2 separate regions of the Mus musculus genome follow, and region 1 is linked to region 2. Evidence: chromatin contacts called from public Hi-C data. All regions are on one chromosome and are shown on one strand. The core of a region is the stretch at or near the end of the contact, and the rest is flanking DNA. Distances in the headings are between cores, read along the strand shown.

Region 1 (5,631 bases), core at 2,373-4,872, 380 kb after region 2:
GCACCATCCAAGCCTACAAAATCACAGTGGGGAAGAGAAGGACGCACTGAGAACTGGAGTTTTTAACAAACTCCCAGGTGAGTCACATCAAGATTAAGGCTTCTGATGATGCAATGCCTGTGTCTCTGTGACCATGGGACAGTGTGGTCCCAACTTTCCACTGATTTCTTATTTTCAAAATATTTGTCTTCCTATAGCCTCTAGCTTACTAATTAGCCATTGTTTTTATCTCTAATATATAATCAGAACATTCCTCTCCACCTGCTTTCAAACTAGAATAGGGGGAGTTGTTTTATTTGTTTATGCATTGGAAGCAATCCACTATGGTGTGTCTGTCTGTCTGTCGGTCTGTCTATGTGTATAGATCTATATTGCCAATTCCGATTTAAACAATATCAAACCAAGTTTGTAACCAATTGAACTATTTCATTTTGTAATTCAGGTTTCCTGGGTTCTAGTCATTCAACAATATTAAATGATACTGTTCAAAGGGAATGACTCCGCTCTCTGTTAGTGACAGTACCTTGCCTGCTTGAGTAGTTCCTCTCCAGGTCATGCTGTAACAGTCTACCAGGAAATGGTGGTGTTTCTCTGTTAAGCCTGAATTCAACCTGAAAAATAGTATTTAAGAATATATATTGATAGGAAGAAATTGACAGAGATAAACTTTATTATAAGATAACAGATAAAATGTGCTTTTTAAAAAAAGGATGGCCCCAGAAGGGCCACACATTATATGATTCCATTCATATGAACTACCCATGGTTGAAAAATGCATAGACAGAAAGCACATTTGCAGTTTCCAAGGGTTTAAGATAAGTGAGGAACTGGGAGCAACTGCTTAATGAAGATGAGAGTGTATGTGGACTGATGAAATGTCCTACATCTAAATGGAGGAGATGCTCTTGCAACACTGTGCATGGACTTAGTGCCCCTGAGGTGTAAACTTTAAAACGGGTTATATTGGAATTTGCATGGGAGGTACAATTTTTCCAAACTTACAATTAAAGGCAGTTACACAAGATCAGATTAAAATACTTCCAAACTGTCCACAAATATAATTGCCACAAATGCAATGACTGAAAGAATTATTTGCTCAATAAAAAAAGAAATGCAAACAATAAAAGCTAAGTGGAGCTCTTGACTTTTTAAAAATCCTTCACATGTCAAATTGTAATGCAATAAAATTGCATATTTAAGAATTTTAACTCTTTTTAATAATTTTTCATGGCAGAACTGAAAAGCCCAAACCAGTCTCGCCTCCTAAAACTGTCCATTAAAACTTTAAAAATCCATCTTCAAAGACTTCCGAGGCTTCTCCATCACCCACCCGATCACAGCAGCATTCGCACTCCATCAGTGTGAACACATGTCTACACAAGAGAGGATGGTATAAAAAGGATGTTGAAAACACAGCACTCCTACAAGCACATAACGGTAGAAAAAGACCCACCTGGCCAAGGCAGGTAGGAAAGTTTTACATACAGTCCATTATGCCTGATTCTAATAAATACATTTTTTTCATTAATTCAGCTGTTATTGGAGATGATCAAACGATGAGGTCAGGGGAGTCACACAGGGAAGGGTTGGCTATTTTGACATCCAAATGTAACTAGTCAGCTGCAGTCTGTTAATCAGTGGCCCCTCCCATTCAAACCTCCTATGGCCTCCGTTTAGTCTCTTCTTGCTGCTGTCTGTAAACTCCGGCCTTTATACTACAGAGTCCTTCCAGTGATGTCCACTTCACAATGTTTTAGGGAACAAATGAACTGTGACGGTTGAGAGCATACACATTATTTAAGGGGAGAAGTGTATTGTGTACGGCTAGCATAGGGGAGTGGGCATGCGTGAGTGCTGAGGTGAGTGAGGCAGGAAAGAAAGAAAAAAAATGTATCTCAAAAACCAAATGAAAAGCCAGAGACTTTGGAAATTACCAAGATATTACAAGTAAATGGTCTGGGTGTAGAAAGAGGGTTCAGTGGTTAGGACCACTGCTGCTCTTCCATGGGACCTGAGTTGGGTTCCTAGTACCCATGACAGGTGTCACAACTGCCTGTAACACCACCTCCAGAGCATCTGACAACTTCCTCTGGCCTCCAGAGAGACACAGAGACGGATGCACAGACACACACACACACACACACACACACACACACACAAAATAAGAATCTAACACTCAATACGTTATTAAAACACTAACATTTCCTCTGCTAAGCTAGTTTTTCTTCTGATTTAAAATGAATCACAAAGTGAAATCCTCCTAAAATGTCCCATTTTATCCTTCCAGAGATGCTACCATTAGAATGATACCATCATTTTACCTATGTCTAAGGAAGAAAGCATTTCTTAATTAAATTATGCCATACAACCACTTTTAAGAAATACCTTCACCAGAAATGTTTAAATGTAAGGGGAGGGGCTCTTGTAATGGAATGACCTAAATTGATACAAGAGGGATGATTTGGCTTTATGAAAGTAGACAGAAAATAAAGTCAGCTTTACATTGAAAACCAAAATAAGAGACCCTCAGCCCCGAGGTCAGAATCTATATATAAAATATACAAGTATTTGTGTACAATATCTGACCATTTATTTTCAACTTAAATACAAATCTGCTTAAATCTTACTTTGTTTTTGTCAGAAAGTGACGACGTTTGAATAACCAGATGAAGTCCACAGTTCACCTGAAATGTAAAAGTTAAATTATAAAATGATTTCTTAATGCATACACACCATAGTATAAACACATTATAAGAAATGGAACACAGTCAAATATTCCATCTTTCTTTGCCTTTTCTGGTAAATGAGCATTTTCTGAAGTCTAGGAATCAAGTAAAATCAAGTCAAATGCTTTCATTAATTTATTTTTCAAAATGTCGGAGGCACGGATTTCACCCACCTTGTACCTCAGGCTTTGGAGCCCCGACATTTCTGTTGCCAGTCAGGATGTCAGTGCTTGAATAAAGGAGGTGGGAGTGTCTAAGAACAGGTTCCTTTCTCAATAGAAAAAAAGGAAGAAGTGGGTGGGGGATAACTAAAGGAATCCCAGTGTTTGCCTAGCAAACCAGCTCCACCTTCTGGGGAGCTCGGGCCCTGGGCAAGATTTTAAACACCCATCATACAATATTCAAAAACTCTCAGAGTGCTTTGGACTAGCCCAGGAAACCCTAGCCTCAATGAGACAATAGCTTCAGTCGCCCCGATCCCAGTAATACAGCCCATCACCTAGGACAAAGACGCCAGTCAGAGAGGACAAGACTACTATCGGAAAGGAAGAAAAATCAGGAAGGCCCAACTCACGTTATTTGCAGCTCGGCCAGAAACGGAGCGATATTTTCCGGGAATCATGGCAGGAGACAGTCCAGGATGTTCAATCCTCCTTCGAGGTAATCCTACAGCTAAGATTCAAAGAGACCAAAAGGGGTCATCTCCCAGGCAACCCGCTCAGGGGTTACCATAGAAACCACCATTTCCGGTCTGGTCCTCGCCCTAGATCTTTGGGCCGTCCGGGCGGCTAGCCTCGGGGAGTATCTGTGGGGCCCCGTGCGTCAGCACTTCCTCGTTCTGGATTTTTTTTTTTTTTCCAGGCCGCTTGAAAACAGCGGGAGGATCCGGAGGAGGATAAGACGAGGAAGAGGGAGGACACATCGGTGGCTATGGCAACCATGACTTCCGGTCCTTTCCTCTTTAGGACCCGCCTCAACACTGCCCGCGGGAAGTTTGATTCCCTCTGCCTGCTGCTGCCTGTTTTCCTGGCAAGATCGCAGGGAAGAGCTGGAGGAAGGTGCTCATAACCTTCCCATTTAATTTGGCCCTTCCACTAAGCCGAGACAAGGAAGGATACAATCCGACCTGGAGATAGTGAAGGGAAGCCAGCTTTCCTGAGGCCCCTGCGGGCAGAGGAACGGAGTGCGCCAGACAATCGATCTGTCCAAAAAAAAAAAAAAAAAAAGACTAAAGCTGTGAAGCTACTACTGAAGACAAGTCTTGCTAATAACCCCTTCCCTTCCCTAAGCTTCTTTTGACTGATACTGGCTGCCTTCAAGTTCATGTTCCTGGCGAGCTAAACAAACTTCCAGTCATCTCCTCACTGCATACCTTTCTGCCCCCACCCCACCCCCAAATACTGATTACATATTCCTTGCATCGAATTATCACTACTTGCTCTCTTAAAAACTTCCAAGCCCTCTTTGGGACAATCCAGCTTCCACCCTATGACCATTATGTGGATTAAACAGTGGCTCTATGACAGTGCAGAAGGAATGTTTAGTTCTAAATCTGAGAAAAGGTTGCCAAGAAGTTAAGTGGTCTGTAACTGACATTTTGACTTTGAATTGTGAGACTTGTATAGAATGACAGGGCTGAAGGCAACCTTATTTCTCAACTAGTCCAAACCTATCCATTTTATGTGAGGAGACACATCCAAAAATTAACTTCTTCAATGGCCTGGAATTCTTATTATACCTCCAGTCACCAGAACAATATTCTTTCTGTAATACTAACCTGCTTCCCACATCTGGGTGGATGCCTAAGACCCTTCCTTTAGTGATATTCTATCATCATTTGGAATGTAAACATATAATTTTTGGATCAAAATTATGAACACAACTTACACATCCTTGCATGATTTTTCTCCTTTCCCTACCATCCTATTAATACCACTGTCCTGAAGAGTTCATAGACATAATGCTGATCTTTTGGTTCCTCAGCATTCCTCTCTTTTGAGACTGCTCACCTGTTCCCGGCAGTAACCATAGTTATTCCTTTTCCCATTTTCTGGCACCATCAATAAAGTTCTGTCCCTTTTTTAAAGCAATAAGCTCAAATATAGTTTCTCCTGATCCCTGACTTACATATTATGTTTTTTAAAATATTTATCTTTATGTGTGGGGGTGGGGTGTGGAGGTTAGCTAAGGTATGAAATCATGGTGGTTACAAGAATAAACTTGGTGGCCAACTCATGGGTTTCAGTTATGGTTCTGCCAATAATTAAGCATGCTTCCTATGCCCAGGTTCCTCATCTGTAATAGAAAGATGTTATCGCATCTCAGCCAAAGCCTTTCCAGAGCTGTAGAGAGTTAGTTACTTGGAGTAATGTCTGAGGCACAATACTTACCATATTAATTAAGCATTGATTGTCATCACAGTCAACCCTTGGCCCATGTATTTTGCTTCTGAAGCCTGTGTTCAGCCTGTCCTCTCTTCACTAACTCATTTTCAGGCAATGTCTTGAATGCTAAAAACAGGGAAGCTCGCAGGGACACAGATGTGGTGCTGAGCTGAAGCTTGGGGGAAGAACTGGGCAGCCAAGTCAGCAGTGTGGAGCTGCATGAGAATGCGGGCGTTAGTTCATGCTTGTTGCAGCTGAAGCAATTATCTATCTGATACAATCTTTGATGCAGTGCTCTCAGCAGGCCAACTGTGACAGCTGATCTGTCTGTCCGTTTGACTAGATCTATAACCAACTTAAATGGTCGTCATCAGGAACTCCTTTGAGAAAAGTCCTCCATCAGATCATTTGAAGCAGTAAGAGCCCACCCTCAATCTAAGTGGCACCTTCTGATGGCAGTCCAGGTGAATGGAGATTGAAAGTGGAAACATTGCTTTCTGCCTGCTTGCCATTTTTTTTTC
Region 2 (5,669 bases), core at 1-2,500:
ATCGGTAGGTAGCTGCATGATTTCCTCTAAGCCTCAAATCAGATCTCCTCTCAAAACATATTAAATCTGCTTGTTACCTTCAGATGTTTTTAGATGTGTGTGTGTGTGTGTGTGTGTGTGTGTGTGTGTGTGTGTGTGTGTGTGTGAGAGAGAGAGAGAGAGAGAGAGAGAGAGAGAGAGAGAGAGAATGTTTTGAGACAGGGTTTCTCTACGCAGCCCTGGCTGTTCCTGGAACTTGCTTTGTAGATCAGGCTGGCCTTGAACTCAGAGATCTGCCTGCCTCTGCCTCCAGTAGCGAGTGCTGGGATTAAAGGTGTGTGCCACCATGCCTATAATTTATTTTTAATTTTCTATCTTACTATGTAGTTAAGGATGACCTTGAACTTCTGAGCCACTTGGGGGCTGGCAAAAGGCATCCATCACTCCTACTTTATATGGTACTGGAGATGGGACCCAGGACATTGCACATGCTCAGTACACATACTTTACCAAATGAGCTACTTTTCCACCTCCATTCTTGAAAGACACCCAAGACACCCTCTCTCTTTATGAGACAGATCCTCATGTATCCAAAGCTAGCCTCAAAATTTTCTAATCAACATTGATATGCACCCAAGGATAACCCTTAGTTTCTAATCCTCTGACTATGTACTGGGGTTATAGCCATTCATTTTTTTCCCTTCTGTATAGTGATTAAAGCCAGGGCTGTGTGCATGTCAGGCATACATTTTACCAAATGAATTATATCCTCTGCCTAGAAAGTACAACTTTCTCCTTTCAGAAAAGCCTAATTTTAGTGAGGATTCTAAGAAGTAAAGATTTCTCTCTCTCTCTCTGTCTCTGTCTCTGTCTCTGTCTCTGTCTCTGTCTCTCTCTCTCTCTCTCTCTCTCACACACACACACACAAAACAACAACAACAACAACACCCCAAAACCAAAACTAAAATCCGAATTTCTCCTAGGAGTACAAATGTAGTTCAAGTCCTTGACAAAGTAGGCAGGCCTGCTTGCCTGAAACAATGTTTCCTAAGCTGACAGCTCTGGTTTAAGCAAAGAGACACCACCCAAAAGAAGATGCCGCTGCTGGCCTGTTCATGCCTCTGGAGTGTGAGCTGTATGGCAGGCATTATTCTGATCATGTCACTTGTACTGTCTCGTATAATTAATAAAATATGATTCTGATGCTAACACAGCCGAGGATCCAAGACTCATTTCTCAGATCCAACGTGTTTCACAGATGAATGCAACCCAAGTCACACAGGCCTGCTTCGTGCCAAGAGTGCGCTCACCCGCCCAGGACCTGACCTCCAGCAATTCTGCCTGGGAAGCAGGGCCTTCCTGAAATCCGGCCCAGCCCTGGCCCATCTGTTCCAGCCTGTCACTCGGCCACGTTCTATTTCTGAATGCCCAGCTTCAAAAAGCAGCTCGTAACATCTTTGCAATTTGTCCCAGATGGACAGTGTGGCTTCCATGAAGGCTGCTCCTCTTCTCCTCCGTTTCTTCTGACAGGTCTGAGAACAGAGAAGGTTGCAAATCTGTCTTCTAACAAACTCAGAGGATGCCCAGGCTTTAACACTGTGAGCCAGTGCGGGAGCTGCTGCTTGGCCTGTGCTTGCGTCAGACACTGGCATGCTGAGCCACCTGCCCTGTAGGGCCAGCCTTGGGCTGCAGCCCTGGGCAATACCAAGTGTGGTGCCGTTCGTCCCTGGGGGATAGCCCCTGTGGATCCCAGGTGCAGCCTTACAGCAGCTGCCCTGAGAACTGGAGCATGGGGGAAAAAAATGACAAGTGTGGTGATAAAATCCATAATAAAAGTGAAAGTTACTGATTTTTCTAGGGATATTTATTAAGTAGCTGGCAACGAGCCACATTGGATTCACAGGCAGTCTCACCCTTCACCCCTGACCTCTCCTCTGACCTTGGTTTTGGAAAGAGAGATGTTTACTCCCTAGAGAAAGTTCTGGAGTGGCCAAGGGCTGCTTTTCAGGCTGGAACTGTGAGGCAGTCTTAAAGTCTGTTTCTCTTGTGATCAGGAAAGGCGCCCCTGTTTGGGATTGTGTGTTGGCTGCCTTTATCCCACATGAGTGGGCTCTTTACTCCCCCATGATTTAACTGAGCCCCAGTTTACCATGATCAGGGTTGTGGATACACTGCTCTTGTTTTCTGTTTGCTACATTGTATCTTATCACAAGTCAGTCTCCCCTGTCACTTTTCTAATCCATCCCAACTGCCCCGTTAAGGATCAACCGGTGACTAAAGCCGTGAGGCCTGGAGGCAGTGCATTTCTTGAGGGCAGAGGTCACATCTTACTCATCTCTGAATTCACATATTTGGCATAGGAGGCCCAGTGGATCCATGCTACTTGTGGATAAAAAGGAAAAGGTGGGGATGGAGAGGGAAGCAGAGCCGCAAGCTTCTTTGGAGTTAACTTGTCCACCAGAGCGAACGGTTCTCTAGCAAGCACTGGCTAAGAAACATTCCCTGCCTGTTTGATGCTATCTGAAAAACTGGGTGTCTGAGGAGCTGAGAGAGAAGGCTTAGTCAGAAAAGTGTTCGCTGAACAAGCATGAGACACGAGTTCCATCCCCAGAGCTAGGTGGAATGTGAATGGTTTCAGGGCCATCACTAGGCAGGCATTGGGCTAACTGGGGCCCATTCTCTAAATGCAGGCAAATACACCTGTTATAGCTAAGCCAAGAACTCTGAGTTCTGCCCACCCCCCAAAGAAAGAGAAAGGAAGGAGGGGAGGGGAGGGGAGGGGAGGGGAGGGGAGGGGAGGGGAGGGGAAGAACAGTAGAAGACACTCAGCTTTGAACTCTGGACTTTACCCACATATGTGCACACACTACACATACACATTATAAGTACACACACACACATACACACACACAAACACACACGGAGGCACAATTTGGCTACTTGATACAAACGTTGGCTTGGCTGAGTGGGAAGCAGCGCACATAAAGAGTAAGCCATAAACTTCCTGTGTTCTCAATGACAGCCAGAACCACTCACAGCTCCATCTCGCCGGTGCTTGGGAAAACAGGAATGCCCGTGCCGGCGCCATGGGAATGCTCACTGACATCTTTGCCCTCCTGCATTGTGCCAGCTGCCAACCACTTCAATCCGCATTTTTCCTGTCCAAAATTGCAAATGCCCAGAGTGGCAAGGCTCCTGGCCAAGGAAACACAAAGGCTCAGCCTAATTAGTGCACATTGAGGGTGAGAAAGCTAATGTCCAAGAGGCCGAACATCACAAGCGGGAAGCTTGGAAGCAGCTGTTTGGAATCACCAAGCCATTCTCCACTTCCACGCCACAGTAACAGTTGCAAGAACAGTTAACAAGGGACTTTGGGCTAATTGGACCCACCCACAGAACACATGCCTGATCTGGAAGCCAGGCCTCATAGCTACAGAGAAAGGAAGCTCATACATTCAGGCTGGGCTGCTGTGTCAACACATCCTGCATCTTTGTCCAGAAGGCATCCGTGCCCAAGTGGCTACTTCTGCCAGGGTCTTGTGGGCAGGAAACAGCGGAGGGTGCCTCTCAGTCAAGATTCCACTCTCCCCACAGAGCTAGTGCTGCTACAGAGGCCTCATCAAGGAGAGTCTCAAATGGAATCGCAAGGAGCTAGACTGGATGCCAAGCTCAAAGGGCCATGCTAATACCTCATGAGTACCTTCTGGATACAGGCACAACTCATGAGCACCTTCTGTATACAGGCCCCTTCATAAGCACTAAAGATTCAGTATAGCACAGTAGACAGAAACTTCCCTCTTCATTAACTACGCCTACCTTTGTGACAGCGCGTGGATCGTAAGGTCACAGGACTTTCTTTAACCAGGGTTCCTATTCAGGCACACTGCATTCTGAAGTGTTGATATCAGGCAGCCAGCTTTTCTGGGTTCTGGGGAGATTTAAATTAAGGAAAAAACTCGAAAGATTTCAGCAGGGCCCTTTCCTTCTTCAGGTCTTCCGGACTCCATGCTAATATTAATTCTTTCCTGTCTCACATCCTCAATGTCCATACATAAACATAATCACATAATCACACATAGAAAGTGTCATCCGTAAAGTATGATGTGCCATCTCTCTCACCCTCCCAGACACTCTGCGGTGTGGCTAAGTGTGGCACCCATGAGAATGAGAACACTCTACAGACCTCAGATTACAGGTCATGAAACTGGCAAGAGCTCCGGCTGCTATGCTTCAAATCCATTACAACAGTGGTGCTGGCACCAAGCTGAGCTTCCCACGGCCTGTTCCCAGGGGTGACGGCTGATCCCAGTGGGGTACAGAGGCAAGACTATTCCCAGGAGACCTAGGACTCCTCTAGAAACTTACTTGACTAAAAGACTCCTAGATGGCCTTGGTGACCCTCCATGGTGACTGAGAATACTTCCCACCAACCTCCGACCCCTCCCTCCTTTGATGGAGGACGGGCTTCTGTTACTGTCTGACTGGTCTCCTAACCATCTGTTTCCTCTAATAAAACCTTGGCATGTTTAACTCCATATTGGTGTCGGGTTCTCAGAAGATGCTGACAAGAAAGCAGTATTGTATCTTCACACAGCAAAAACCCACGAGACAAAGGCCACCTCAGTGGCATCGAGGTGGGGAAGGTTCACAGCTCAGAGCCAGCCCTCTATGAATCGCAATGTGAGGGAGCCTGCATCCCTTCCACATGCAGCCCTGGACTGGGACCCTGAGGTGTTTCCTGAGAGCCGGACTACCTTTCCATGTCCCTGGCTGCCCCAACTGAGGAAGCCTGAGCAGAGAACAGAGCAAATTCCTTCAGTATCCAATGGGTTCTTCCTGCTTCCCCCTTAGGGAGGAGACAGGCCCTGGTGCCATCCCAGAGACGGGACCTCTGCACCCATTCTCACATCCAGTGCCAGTAGAGCCTCACTCAGCATGTCTTGCCATTTAATCAGTGTGTTTCAAGACCATAATTTGACAAAAAAAAAAATGAATCTATCAACTTGAAGCCAGAGGAGACATGATTAGTCTTGCCAACTGCAAAGTCAAAGGTAAAGCTACACTTCTCCCCAGTGACTGTGGCTGCAGGAGACCCAGTGGCTTCAGATGGAAACCAAGTATTCATGTGACCACATCAAAATTCTCTTTGGCATCCCAGCTGGCTATCTCAGAGCTGTTTTCCCAGTGCCCGGAGAAGCCCAGGACAACGCAGCCAGACCTCCGTCACCACCAGGGGCCATACACTCTGATTTCTGTACCCCCGTGGCTGGGGAGACAGCCATACTGCACCCTGTGACCCTGTGGCTGGGGAGAGAGCCACAATCACTTCAGGAAAACCAATCAGCAGTGTTTAAATGTCTTAGCAGAAAACTGAAAGGGGAAACAAATAGCTTTGCTGGACAAAGGCCACTTAGAGAGGCACAGGGAAAAGCGTTCAATCTGCCGAACCCTTTGGGAGAACAAGCCGCCAAGGCTTCCTCATGGCCAGTGATGCCTGAGAAACTGGCTTGGGTCTGTGTCATTCACTGTCTACTGTCCATTAATGTCTAAGTTATGCACAATTTAGCTTCTTTCTCACTCTTGGTAACAAACAGCCAGTGATGGCAGCAGCAGAGATAGGACATACATACAAGAAAGCATTTTTTAAAAAAAGTAACTTAGGGCAGCATAGAACTGCAGTTCAAGATAGT

What was found. Hi-C and Micro-C count contacts between places; a contact is called where the count stands out from the background.
Region 1: a contact with region 2 is called in a Hi-C map of uterus, with 2.4 times the contacts expected there. The contact joins the promoter of Lrrc49 here to the enhancer-like site in region 2. A contact is called at or near these places in 4 of 39 promoter capture datasets (the 3T3-L1 cell line, the C10 cell line, the SN4741 cell line and 1 more), 2 of 484 Hi-C or Micro-C datasets (muscle stem cells and uterus) and 1 of 9 other capture datasets (adipose tissue).

What each region holds. Positions count from the first base shown.
Region 1 is chr9:60,684,512-60,690,142 of GRCm38.p6, forward strand. Lrrc49 (leucine rich repeat containing 49) reads right to left here and starts at 3,623. Exons shown (of 17, transcript NM_145616.4): 1 at 3,301-3,623; 2 at 2,628-2,684; 3 at 524-611. The coding sequence starts at 3,348.
Region 2 is chr9:60,308,616-60,314,284 of GRCm38.p6, forward strand. The region is part of intron 6 of Thsd4 (thrombospondin, type I, domain containing 4); the gene reads right to left. Among named protein-coding and RNA genes, the nearest start is that of 2010001M07Rik, 23 kb to the right of the region's middle. Within about 2 kb of position 1,251, at least 66 of the 459 cell types and tissues checked have an H3K27ac peak or open chromatin away from gene starts, as enhancers often do. A contact at or near this core is called in adipose tissue, muscle stem cells and uterus, where this site is marked.